Regions from separate parts of the Mus musculus genome. Here region 2 is linked to region 1. Evidence: chromatin contacts called from public promoter capture Hi-C data. All regions are on one chromosome and are shown on one strand. The core of a region is the stretch at or near the end of the contact, and the rest is flanking DNA. Distances in the headings are between cores, read along the strand shown. Region 1 holds the start of Lmod3 (leiomodin 3 (fetal)). Region 2 overlaps Frmd4b (FERM domain containing 4B).

Evidence for each region. Promoter capture Hi-C pulls out the DNA fragments that hold promoters and counts their contacts.
Region 2: a promoter capture Hi-C map of liver shows a contact between it and region 1, with 2.7 times the contacts expected there. The contact joins the enhancer-like site here to the promoter of Lmod3 in region 1. A contact is called at or near these places in 5 of 39 promoter capture datasets (embryonic stem cells, hippocampal neurons, liver and 1 more), 8 of 484 Hi-C or Micro-C datasets (the N1E-115 cell line, liver and myocytes), 2 of 115 datasets of contacts at active chromatin or transcription factors (CD8 T cells and embryonic stem cells) and 3 of 9 other capture datasets (adipose tissue, embryonic stem cells and pancreatic islet).

The regions. Positions count from the first base shown.
Region 1 is chr6:97,250,595-97,256,279 of GRCm38.p6, forward strand. It overlaps Lmod3 (leiomodin 3 (fetal)), which reads right to left and starts at 2,163. Exons shown (of 3, transcript NM_001081157.2): 1 at 1,684-2,163. The coding sequence starts at 1,977. Gm32191 (a long non-coding RNA gene) reads left to right here and starts at 2,310. Exons shown (of 4, transcript XR_869294.2): 1 at 2,310-2,516.
Region 2 is chr6:97,289,507-97,295,191 of GRCm38.p6, forward strand. It overlaps Frmd4b (FERM domain containing 4B), which reads right to left. Exons shown (of 23, transcript NM_001346637.1): 22 at 2,857-2,989. Among named protein-coding and RNA genes, the nearest start is that of Gm32191, 39 kb to the left of the region's middle. Within about 2 kb of position 2,250, at least 34 of the 459 cell types and tissues checked have an H3K27ac peak or open chromatin away from gene starts, as enhancers often do. A contact at or near this core is called in adipose tissue, liver and myocytes, where this site is marked.

The DNA of each region.
Region 1 (5,685 bases), core at 913-3,412:
ATCTCTGTGAATTTGAGGCCAGACTTGTCTACAGAGTGAGTTCCAAGACAGCCAGGGCTACAGAGAGAAACCCTTATCTCAAAAAGAAAATATTCCTTCTACCCTTCCTAAAGTATCCACTGCTCTCGGAGACACGCATGATGTTGCATTTCCTGAGGCTCTGAGACTGTGACATGGTGCAGGGGAAGGAGACTACTCTGATAACCTGGAGTGTGTTTTTAAAACCTTGGTTTGAATCCTAGCTCTGGGGAAACCACCTTCATTACTCACTAGTCTCTGAAGCAAAGCGCATTGAGGAAAGAGCCAGCCTTGAAATGGAACAGGATTAGGGTGAGATTTACAACTCTGCAGTGTCTGGGAAGGGAAAAGGCAGGCTTCAGATCAGAGTCCACTAGCTTCTCCTGAATCCTTCTCCACTTTGTGTGCGTCTGTGCATCTTGCGGCTGTAATTCCCAAAGCTGGTGGAGAAGTCTGACATGCAGTGTTCTGAGCAAGAACTCAACGCTGGTGATACATGACAGTTGACAACATTGTCCTTAAACTACCTCCTAAAACACCCCATGTCTCATCTGCTCCAGCAGGGGGAGCCAATTATCAAGCTGTTTAATGCACACGAGGAAACAAAAGCATTGGTTTTTGTCTGTAGTCCTCCTAAAACTGGTCTTTGTATGGAATTGTCTTCGAACTCACAGAAGTGCAATTGTAAGAGGTCTGCAAAGGACACGATAAGCTCTGGTCTGATCAAGCCTGAAATTTATTTCCTGGACTTCAGTTTCTGCTTAATGCTCACTACTGTCTTCTATCACACCAATGTGACAACATGCACCTGTGTCTAGCAGGTGGCCCCAAAGAAACCATACATAAGAAATCTGTCTTCTTTCTTCTCAATCATTTTTAAGTGCAACATTAAAATTTGTCCTTTAGAACCATCAAGACGGCTTATCAGGTAAAGGTACCTGCCACCTCGCTTGACCTACACACACACTCACACACTTACACACACACACACACACACACACACACACCTAATAATAAAAAAATGTAATTAAATTTTAACTGTGCTTTATACAAAACTCATGCCAGCTCTAGTTTTTAGATAAGTATCTCAAGAGAGGACTCTCTTGAAGATTCCTTCTTAGACATCAATTTTCAGGTGTCATCACTGATGCCCAATGCACATACAGTGTGCCCACGTTTTCAGTCTTGGGTTTGGCTTAGTGTATGGCCAGATTTCTTCAGAAGTGGGGAATCTTTGACATTATATGTAAAATATCGTATGTGCATAAGTAGTCTGGAGAAATGTGGAGTAGAATTTGGACAAGCTTCTCAAAAGGAGAAGCCAAAAAAAAAAAAAAAAAGACAGAAGAGCTGTTTCTGTGTTAAACCATTACATGTCATTCATGGCTACAGACCACCAACTCCACACAGAGACCCTGGTGCCAATGTTGAAAGAGAAACACTGACAAGAGGTTATCACCTTCTCCCCACTACCTTGCAATTATACTATTTTTTCAGAAAGTTACAGCCTGGGCTAGAACTTAATATTATAATTTAATTTAGGTGTGCCAAAATCCAAAACAGAATCACACATTTCATTCAGTCTTGAGAAATCACAATTGCAAAACACTACCCTGCCAGCCCAGTCCCGGCAGCCATTTGTGTCCCACACAGATCCCTGGTTACCTCAGACTGCACAAAACTGACAGGAACTCGTTCATCTTCCAGCATGCGTCTAGACGCCTTTTGCAAATACATGTAATCAACGAGAGACTTATGGTTGAAGTTTCCTGTGGGTGCCTTGTCTGTTTGATCCTTTTGGATCATCCCCACAGGAAGGTGGGGGTCAGGGGCCATGACTTCCATCTCTGACTGCAGTTCCTTCAGCTCTTCAGGGGATAAGTTGGCTAGGAGTTCGTCTTCATCGAGCTCCTCACTAAGGGTGTCTTCTTGCTCCGAATTCCTGCTGTGCCCCGACATAGTTTACTTTTTTTCTATCTGTTTCTAGATCACCAGAAAAGAAGAAATAATCCAATATGATATATTTTAAAGAAGGAATCAGTATGCAAACACCTCAGTGTCTTCTAATTAACAAATATCTTAGGCCAACCCACCCTTGAGAGATTTTCTCACTCAATGGTGTTGGTTGAGCTGCTGGGAGTGACTATAGCTCAGCTCATGTGGGATCTATATTAAGCAAGGTTTTCTGGGCAGAGTCAAGTTGTGGAACTACTACATGAGTCCCTTTTTGGCAACTTGAGTCATCTGGACAAATCCATCTGACATTTCAGTACAGCTGCTGGGCTAGACAGCGAGTAGCCGGGCTATGGAATCTCTGCAGGAATAAACGCATTCTTTTCTAAAGCCCTCCCACCCCAGGGAGCCCACACCCCATGCTCTAGATCTCCCGGGGAGCCTGCTGCTGCTTATCTAAACAACTCACAAAACATCAGAATGAAAATCCAGCCAGCAAATGCAGTTTCTCCTGGAATAGAAGCGTCGTCCCCTGAAGGTGGCCGGTGAGCTGGGCTTTGCCTGATCTTTCCAGCAGGCTCTGGAAGCCGTGCCTCTGAAGGGAACAGCTCAGGTCTTGCTATGGTATTCACCCCTGTGTAAGTGAACCGGTGCAAGCTGCTCTTATCTGCACCTAGATCCTGTGACCTGACAGATGGGGATAACAAGGCCCTGAATTTCCATGTAAGGGAGAGGGGCCATGTAAGGGGTTTAAAACCATTTATGTCTTTAGTAAGTGTTTATCAAACCTAGCTAAATTAAGATGGCTCTGAAGAGAATGTTTGTAATCATACTGTTGAAATACTGGGAGAAAAGGGACATGAAAAGAGTTTCTTTGTAAACTGTGGGGGAGGGACACTAATTTTTTTCAAATTGCTAACATACATTTATGTTGATCCAACAACCCTACCTTTTGAGGTATATACCTCAGATACACTCCCACCAAGGTGAAAGCACAATTGTATACATTAGCTGGCTACACAAAACTCTAAAACAGTGTGCATGACAGGATAGTCTTGAGACAGTAAGTTAAACAAATGTACATAAATAAAAATAAGAGCCAGGCCAGGTTCTGGATGCCTTTAGTCTCTTTGTACTTGTACTCAGGAGGCAGAGGCAGGCAGATCTCTGTGAGTTCAAGCTCAGCCTGGTTTACATAGCAAGTTCCAGGACAAAAAGGGCTACATAGAGAGACCCTGTCTCCAACACAACCCAAATAGATAAATATAAAAATATCAGTGAGATAGATTATTGAATAATAAATAAGAAACCAAACATTTCACGTGATTTTAGGGAGGGGTATAGGTGTCTAGAGGGCTGGGCTGGAGAAAGGCTTCACCATTATATATTTATATATTTCATATATATTATATTTTTATATTTTTTTCCAGAGACAAGAGTCCTTCTGTGTAGTCCTGGCTGTCCTGGAACTCACTCTGTAGACCAGGCTGGACTTGAACCCAGAGATCTGCCTGCTTCTGCCTCCCAAGTGCTGGAATTAAAGGCGTGTGTCACCATAGGCTAACTATTGTCAAATTCTGAGTTTTGCAACTCTTTACTCAGAAATTTAGATATTTTTGTACAAACAGGAACATAAGATACAGAACAAGAGAGAGTGTGAATTTTTCACCTTATTTCCCTGTTGAGAGCAATTGCAATGAATGCTTTGGCTTGTCTCAGTCATTTCTTTAGAAATAGGAACTCTGGATCAACATGCCATCTTTATAGCCTTTGGCAATTTGACCTTGGAAGTCAACTCTGCCCTTGGCTTCGCCCCTAGCCCTGTGCTCTTTGGTTTATTGTTTGTTTTTGACATAGTTTTGTTAGGTAGCTTTGGAACACACGTCGTGGCATGGCTGGTCTTGATCTTGTAGCTATCCTCATGCCTCTGACAGCCATGTGTCATGACTACAGGCAAGCACCACCCATATCCAGTCTGCTCTCTGTTTTCTCCTTGATCAAATCAGATTACTTTTGAGGTAATTACATATTCTAGAAAAACATAACTTTTAAGATCTCTCTGTAAAGAGCTATAATTTATAAAGTGCATAGTTCATATAACCAATCCTTAATTGTTACATATCTAAACTGTTTTCATTTCTCAGAAGTACAAACAGGCTTCAATGAACATCTTACTAGCTACATGGTTGTATGCACCCAAGTTTATTTGCTTAGGTTAAGTTGGATAAATTCTAAGAAGTCAAATTACAGGGTCAAAGAATATGAAAAATTAAATGTATTTCATGTGAAGACCTAAGTGGTTCTCTTAGTGTTATTCCATGGTTAATTATATACATATACACATATATACATATATATATACATACATACATATACACATATGCAGGTATGTTGTAGTTGTTTGAATATGCTTGGCCTGTGGGAATGGCACTATGGCACTATTTGGCATGGCCTTGTTGGAGGAAGTGTGTCACTGTGTAGGTGGGCTTTGAGGTTGCCTAGTGTTCAAACTCTACCCAGTGCAGAAGACAGCCTCCTTCTGGCTGCCTTCAGATCAAGATGTAGAACTCTTGGCTCCTCCAACATCAAGTGTGCCTGCACACTGCTATGCTTCCCACTATGGTGACGAACCTCTGAAACTCTAAGCCAGTCCTAATTAAATTTTGTCCTTTATAAGAGTTGCCTTGGTCATCGTGTCTCTTCACAGCAATAAAGCCCTAAGACATATATGTGTACACACACACACACATCTTTCTATGCTCCAGAATTCTTCATCCAGAGTCAACAAATCAATAGATAAAAACCTTTAGAAAAAAGTGCATCTTCAGGCAGTGGTGGCGCATGACTTTAATCCCAGCACTTGGGAGGCAGAGGCAGTCGGATTTCTGAGTTCGAGGCCAGCCTGGTGTACAGAGTGAGTTCCAGGATAGCCAGTGAGAAACCCTATCTCAAAAAAAAAAAAAAAAAAAAAAAAAAAGGATAACAAGTGCATCTGAACATGTATGTGCGTTTCCCCCTAGTCATCCCCTCAAACAACACAGTGTGTCATATTTCAGCATCAGCCACAGAAACAGTTAAGGAAAAACAAGAACAAAGTATAAAATATAAAACAACAACAAGGCCACACCTAATAGTGGCACTTCCATGGGCAAGCATTTTCAAACCACCACAACATACCTGCATATGTATATATGTATGTATTCATATATACACATATATATGTAAGAGGCATAGTAACATATATGTATATAACTTACCATGGGATAACATTAAGAGGACCACTTATGCATTTACATGAAATGAATTTAGTTTTTCATATTTTTTGACCCTGCATTTAAAAAAAGAAATGCTTCCGTAAAAGAAAACATTATATTAACAGCCACAAACAAGAGGCTTTAAAAATCTTGGCAATTTTACAAAAAGTAGCCAAGCGTCTTTTAGATGCAATTGCCTATGAAGAACACAAAAGCTTAGCAGTGAAATGTAGATATGGAACCCTCCCGAGAAAGACAATTTGAATTCTTTCAGATTATCACTTGGTCCTGAGGTATGCCACTTGTTTTCCCGTGCCTCTGATGACCAAGCTGATTGAAGATCATTGCTACAAGGAGTCCTGATTCCTCTGACAGCATCTCTCATGAGTGGGAAGTGACTAAATCTCTCTCAGTTGCTTCCCAGAGCACCTTACCCTCCTGCCAGCAGACAGGGCTTCAC
Region 2 (5,685 bases), core at 1,000-3,499, 39 kb after region 1:
TGAAAGTCCTGCTGTAGAGAAAGAAGCGATGGGCAGAGTACTTACTACGGCTGGCTACACTGAGCAAGGCCGAGCTTAATACTGATCTCACTTCTGGAGACACAGCCATCCTCTGCGACAGAGGGCCTCGGTTGTGAGTGTGCCTAGTGATGGGGGACGTTAGATAGGAACAGGAAAGGGAGAGGAAGACAGGAAGTGAAAGAAAACAAGTTCGTCTGGAAACTGTAGCAGTTGAGCAGAGATTCGTCTGCTTCTGGGAGTTCACTGATACCAACTTTACCAAACCATACTGGGGAAAAATTGCCAATAAAAACTCCTAGCTTTCTGTAAATAACCGAGCTTATTTAAAAAAAAAAAAAAAACAACAAGAACAACCCATTCATATGTTGCTGAGCATTTTAAGACAATTGTGTGGACAATCTAGAGTTACTCTTGTACGTTATGAAATTTATTTTGTCTCTCCCCGTTATCAGCATAACGAATATGTTAATTGTAAAAGATGGTGTTCATTACAAGATTTTCACAAGATGTATTCTGTCTCTGATTTAGAAATCATGCCTTTTGCTATGGTTATTGAGACAGGGTTTCACTGATTTTAATCTTATTATGTAGCTTAGGTTGACCACAAATTTGCAGCAATCCTCCTGCCTTAGCTTCTCAAGAGCATGAACCACCACAGCAGCTTTAAAAACATGTTTACATTTAAAAATGCATCATGTAGTCTTAAGGCAAATTTATGAAACTTTATGAATGGTTATTGTTGTGTTTGGTTTATTAAATTGAATTAAATTAAAAAATCAGATTGTATCATAGTTTTGTTTTTTTTTAAATCCTACATAGGGCAGGTTGAAATATGTGCTTCTATTATTTCTGTGCCATAAATGTTGTCATTCATCTGAAAAGCAGGAACTTACAAAACACACTTTTAGCTAGGCGGTGGGCTTGCTTTTAATCCCAGCACTCAGGAGACAGAGACAGGTGGATCTCTGAATTCAAGACCAGCCTGGTCTACAAATTAAGTTTCAGGGCAGCCAGGGCTACACAGAGAAACCACGTCTTGAAAAAAAAATCCAAACCACCCAAAAAAGTTTAACTACATAGGAATGTATTTATATGATATCAAAATTTTGAGAATGAGATGTATAATTTTATACATAATATAAGATGCAAAACTGTATTTACTATATCATTATGATCATGTTAGAATGGACAGAGAGAAATGGAGAAATGTGTCAAATGTTAGTATTCCTGTCTCTGGTTGGTGAGATTACAGCTCCATTGTTATCTTTCTAGTTCTTTATTATTTCCCTTATGTTCTCCACAATGAGGGCCTGTGAGTGTGAACACCCACCCACACCACAATGGAGCTTTAAATAGCTTCCAATTTCCTGCACACTATGTCCCCTTTGACACAGCTCCTCTATTCAGTCATCTTGGTCTTACTGAAATACATAAGCAGACTTGGTAAAAAAAAAAAAAGTTTTCTTCTCAGAATGTTTAGCAGTTCCTGGATTCAATGAACGCAGTGTTAAAAGATATCGGAACCACTTGTGCACTGACTCTGCAGAACGGAGGGAAACATTGTCCAATTACGGAAAATATCTGCAAATATATTAGCTGTGTTGAAAGGGTTCAGATCAGACTTGGGGCCATGAATTTTGGATCCTGCTGCAAACTCATTTTTAAGCATTATTTATACAAGTCCCAGCCCGCTGACGCCCTGTGAAGTACAGTTTCACCAAAAGTCTATTTTGAGCACACCCTTTGTTGGGTTGAGACAATTGGCTTAATATTTCAAGCCAAGAAAAACGCCATGGAATGTGGGGAAGAAAAACAAGGACGGGAGGAGTGAATACTTCCAATTAGCTCGGAACACCAGCTGCCTCCGTGGGGTGCTGCCGACCTGCCCAGTTCAATAGCACAGACACTGTACAGACTGCAGTCTCTACAGCAAGAGCAAGTTTTTAAAAACCCAGAAAATGCGTGTCTTCACAGCACTCTGGGTGAGGGCGGCAGAGATAAGAGGAAGGAGTGAAGCTAACTTCTCCTCCTCCGAAGAGTTCCTTTTAACAGGCCCGAGATGATACGACGACCATTTGCTCCATCCACCTGCCTAGCATCTATGCCAGGGGAGTCACGTGCTCATCGGAAGAAGTCACGTTTCTTTAAAGTCGCACTGTCAAGCACTGTGCCCGTGTGTTCCCTTCGCTGTTTACAAGGAGCTACATCAGAAGACAAACAGGACAGCTGGCTGTGTCCACCGTGTCTTAGTGATCACAAAACACAGCAAGTGGCGAAATCCAACTCAACAACTGTTAGCTGGACTTTGATACAAAGAGCTTGACTGGAGGACAGAGATTGGTTTTGTGTGTGTGTGTGTGTGTGTGTGTGTGTAGGTTTTCTCTTTCCCAGAAAAGACTTAAATGGACATTATCCACAATACAGTTTTAAGCACACCCTTAAAATAGACCAGAAGGAGCAGCCCGGCTTTGAGACTATGACTTTAAAGTGTACAGCTGTAAGAGATAGAGCTGAATTTGGGTGAGCTACATGGAGCTCAGGAAACTTTAGAAGTCAAAAGTATTTTTGGCTTTGCTAGCCATGTCTTATTTGTCACAGCCATTTATCTTTGTCCTCAGAGTGTGAACACACACACACAGCTTACAGGTAGAGTAATGAGCATAGCCACTTTCCAGTGTAACACTATTTACTGAATATGGTGGTAGTTGGGTTGGGCCTGTAGGCTCTTGTTTACCAAATCCCACTTTATGCCTCTTCACCACCAGGCTGCAGTGTAGGAGCCACACGTCCTTCAAAGAGGACCAGGCTCCGAGAACCTGGCCAACACTTTCTCACCTGCTCGGAGAGGACAAGGGATTGTAGATGCTGCCATAGTAGCTGGTGTAGGGAGAATGCACTGGATTTTCATATTCAGATAGCCCAATGGTTAACTGGGTCCTCCAGTTCCCAGAAGCATTTGTGGAAGACACTAGAAATGAGAACAGAAAGAGAGAGAACGTTAGTTGAACTATTCCAAGCTAAATCTGTTCAGGTTGCTTCACACTCCGGTATGTGCAGAGCAGAGAGATGGAAGCCTGGGTTTAGTTTTGTGTTTGCCACTGCTGAGGGGGTGGGTCCAGGCCTTGCCTCTGTTCTACCTCTGAGAACGAGAAACCCCTATCTGAGCCAGAATTGATAATCAGTTCAATTTTCTGGGTTAATAGCCGGCTGAGTGACTTGGGCAAATAGCTCCTCCTTTTGAAGCTTCAGTTTTCTTATTGTGGAGAGGGTAAGTACATTTTCTGTGGTGACAGCACCAGGACTGAAGGTTATGATGAACATAGTTAGCCTAGTGCAGAATAAAGGCTCGCAACATGGTAAGTATTACTATTAACAGGAGTTAGTCCAAAGGGAAGACAGAATTATTTTCAAGAACACCCGTTTTGAAGTAGCCCAGAAGGAAAAGGGAGTGGATTCTCAAAGGGAGAGAACCTTGCCACCTGGGCTTCAGATCCGACCAGATGGTACTTGAGAATCCGTCGAGAGGAATGTGGAGGAAAAGCCTTCAGCCAGGTCACTTGTCAAGACTTGACTGCTGAAGGCAACACTGGCCACTGGTAAGGCAGGGCGTTTTCTATTGTTGACTGAAAAGTGGAGGGTGAAGCTAGCAGGAGGTGGAAGAGGCTAGCTTTGCAGAAGGGTGGATCCAGGAGATGACAAGGGTACAATTTGGAAGCAGAGCCTGATTGAAGGAATGTTACTGGGTGTCACTGGTTATCACTGGGTTTCTGCTCTTCTCTTTGTGGAACCAGTCCTGCCCCATGCCTGGGCTGCACAGGTGACTCGGCAGCTCTGTGTGTGTCTAAGCCTCACAGACAGCCCTGCTCACTGTTCTTCCTGTTCCTCACGTTCTGTCCACTGACCTCTTTCCACACCCACAAGCCACTTGCATTTGCCACTGACAAACTTCACAATGCGTCTTTGGCCACAATGCCACTTGATTTACACTAACAGATGTAGGATGCTCACGGAGGGTTTCCAAGACTGAGCACCGAGGGAAGGGCTCTGAAGCCTGCGGGGGTCATACTGTTAGCCCTGGGATGGAAGCCCTACTTTGTCACCTGCCAGCCTACGGGACTGGCAGTCATTCAAACTCTATCTAAACCAGAGAGAGTCACCTTAACTGTAAAATAAGAATCATAACACACAGCTCTCGCCCTACAGCCCTGCTGCTCCCATTAAAAGGGCACCCTGACACAGAGCTGCCAAGAAAAGGTGGCTATGATCACTCCTGAAACTGAGTCATGACGAAGCCTTCAGGTGGTGCAGAGTCTGACTAACCAGAAACAGGAAATGTAGCTCTCCGTGTGAATGATCGGAGCCTGTAGAAATACATCTCCAAAGCTATAAAGTAGGGGCAGGAACATTCCAGAAGGGATTTCCGGGAGCCTTGATTTCATCCACTTAATTCTTTCTAAAAGATGCTCTTAGCCAGGTGTGGTAGGGCAGGCATGGGAGAGGACTCATGAGTTTGAGGTCAACCCTGGATGCACTGTAAGATCCTATTTAAAAAACGTCAAGGGGGTGGGGGATGGGGTAAGGAGGAATGCTCTTGGTGGTGCAGTCAGCAGAACTGATACCAGGTCTGAACCAGGAAGCAGTAACTCCGTTTTCACCCTTGCCCTAGATACAAAACCAACAGCCAAGACACTCAAGGGTTTTGACTCACACCTGGTTTCCTGTGGGTGTTTCCCCAGCCCTGCGTGCGCACCAAAAGCCATCCACAAGAATTTCCAGACCCCTGTTTGCTCTCATTCTTGGGGAACTCTCTCCAGATGTGACCCGTGAAAGCCTTCCATGCTTCACCCTGAGCTTTGAGGAAGTTCAGGAGGTCCTCTGAGCAGGATAGGTGTCCTCTACATCAGAGCCATAAACCACAAGAAACAGTGATAGACACCTCTTCCTGTGTTAGATGTGGTCATAGGTGGGATAATCCCGGAAGTCCAGGTCGCAGAAATAGTAATAAAATAGAACCCAAGCAGTACTCTCCATGGCAATGTCTCTTGTCAACAATCTTATGAATCACAAAGGAACAGCTCACTCTGACTGTTCCACAGGCTTGGAAATTCCCACCTAGGACCCAGGTTTTTGTGTAGTTTAAGCATTCATGCATTTCTTCAACTCATACATTCCTTTAGTTGCTGATGACACCCTTCAAAGGACCTTGAGGTCCTTCAATACTGACCTAGCACTATGCTGGGCAGACCAGTCCTCAGCTCCTATTTCTCCAAATTACTCAGAACAGGTTAGGGTGTGCAGCAGGTACTCTGCAAATGGGAGCAGAGGGAGTAGCCAGCTCCCCATTTCAGGGTTAGAAAGAGAATGCTTTTGATGATCAAAATTAGCTACCAAAATTCCTGGAGTTTTCAGTAATGACGGTGGGCATGGAATCAGGTTTTCAAGAACCCCAGGCAAACATTGAGCTATGACCCCAGCCTCCCAAATTCCTTACATTAGCAATTCAGTTGAGAACAGTATAGACTGAGATAAGATAAGCAAAGTATGTAGAAAAATACTTGACAAATACCAGTTCTATCGGAATGACTGTAGGCGTTACGCAGGCAGGTGCAGGAATATTCGATCTTTAGATTTATGACATCTTGGCCAGTGGGAAGGGATGTGTGA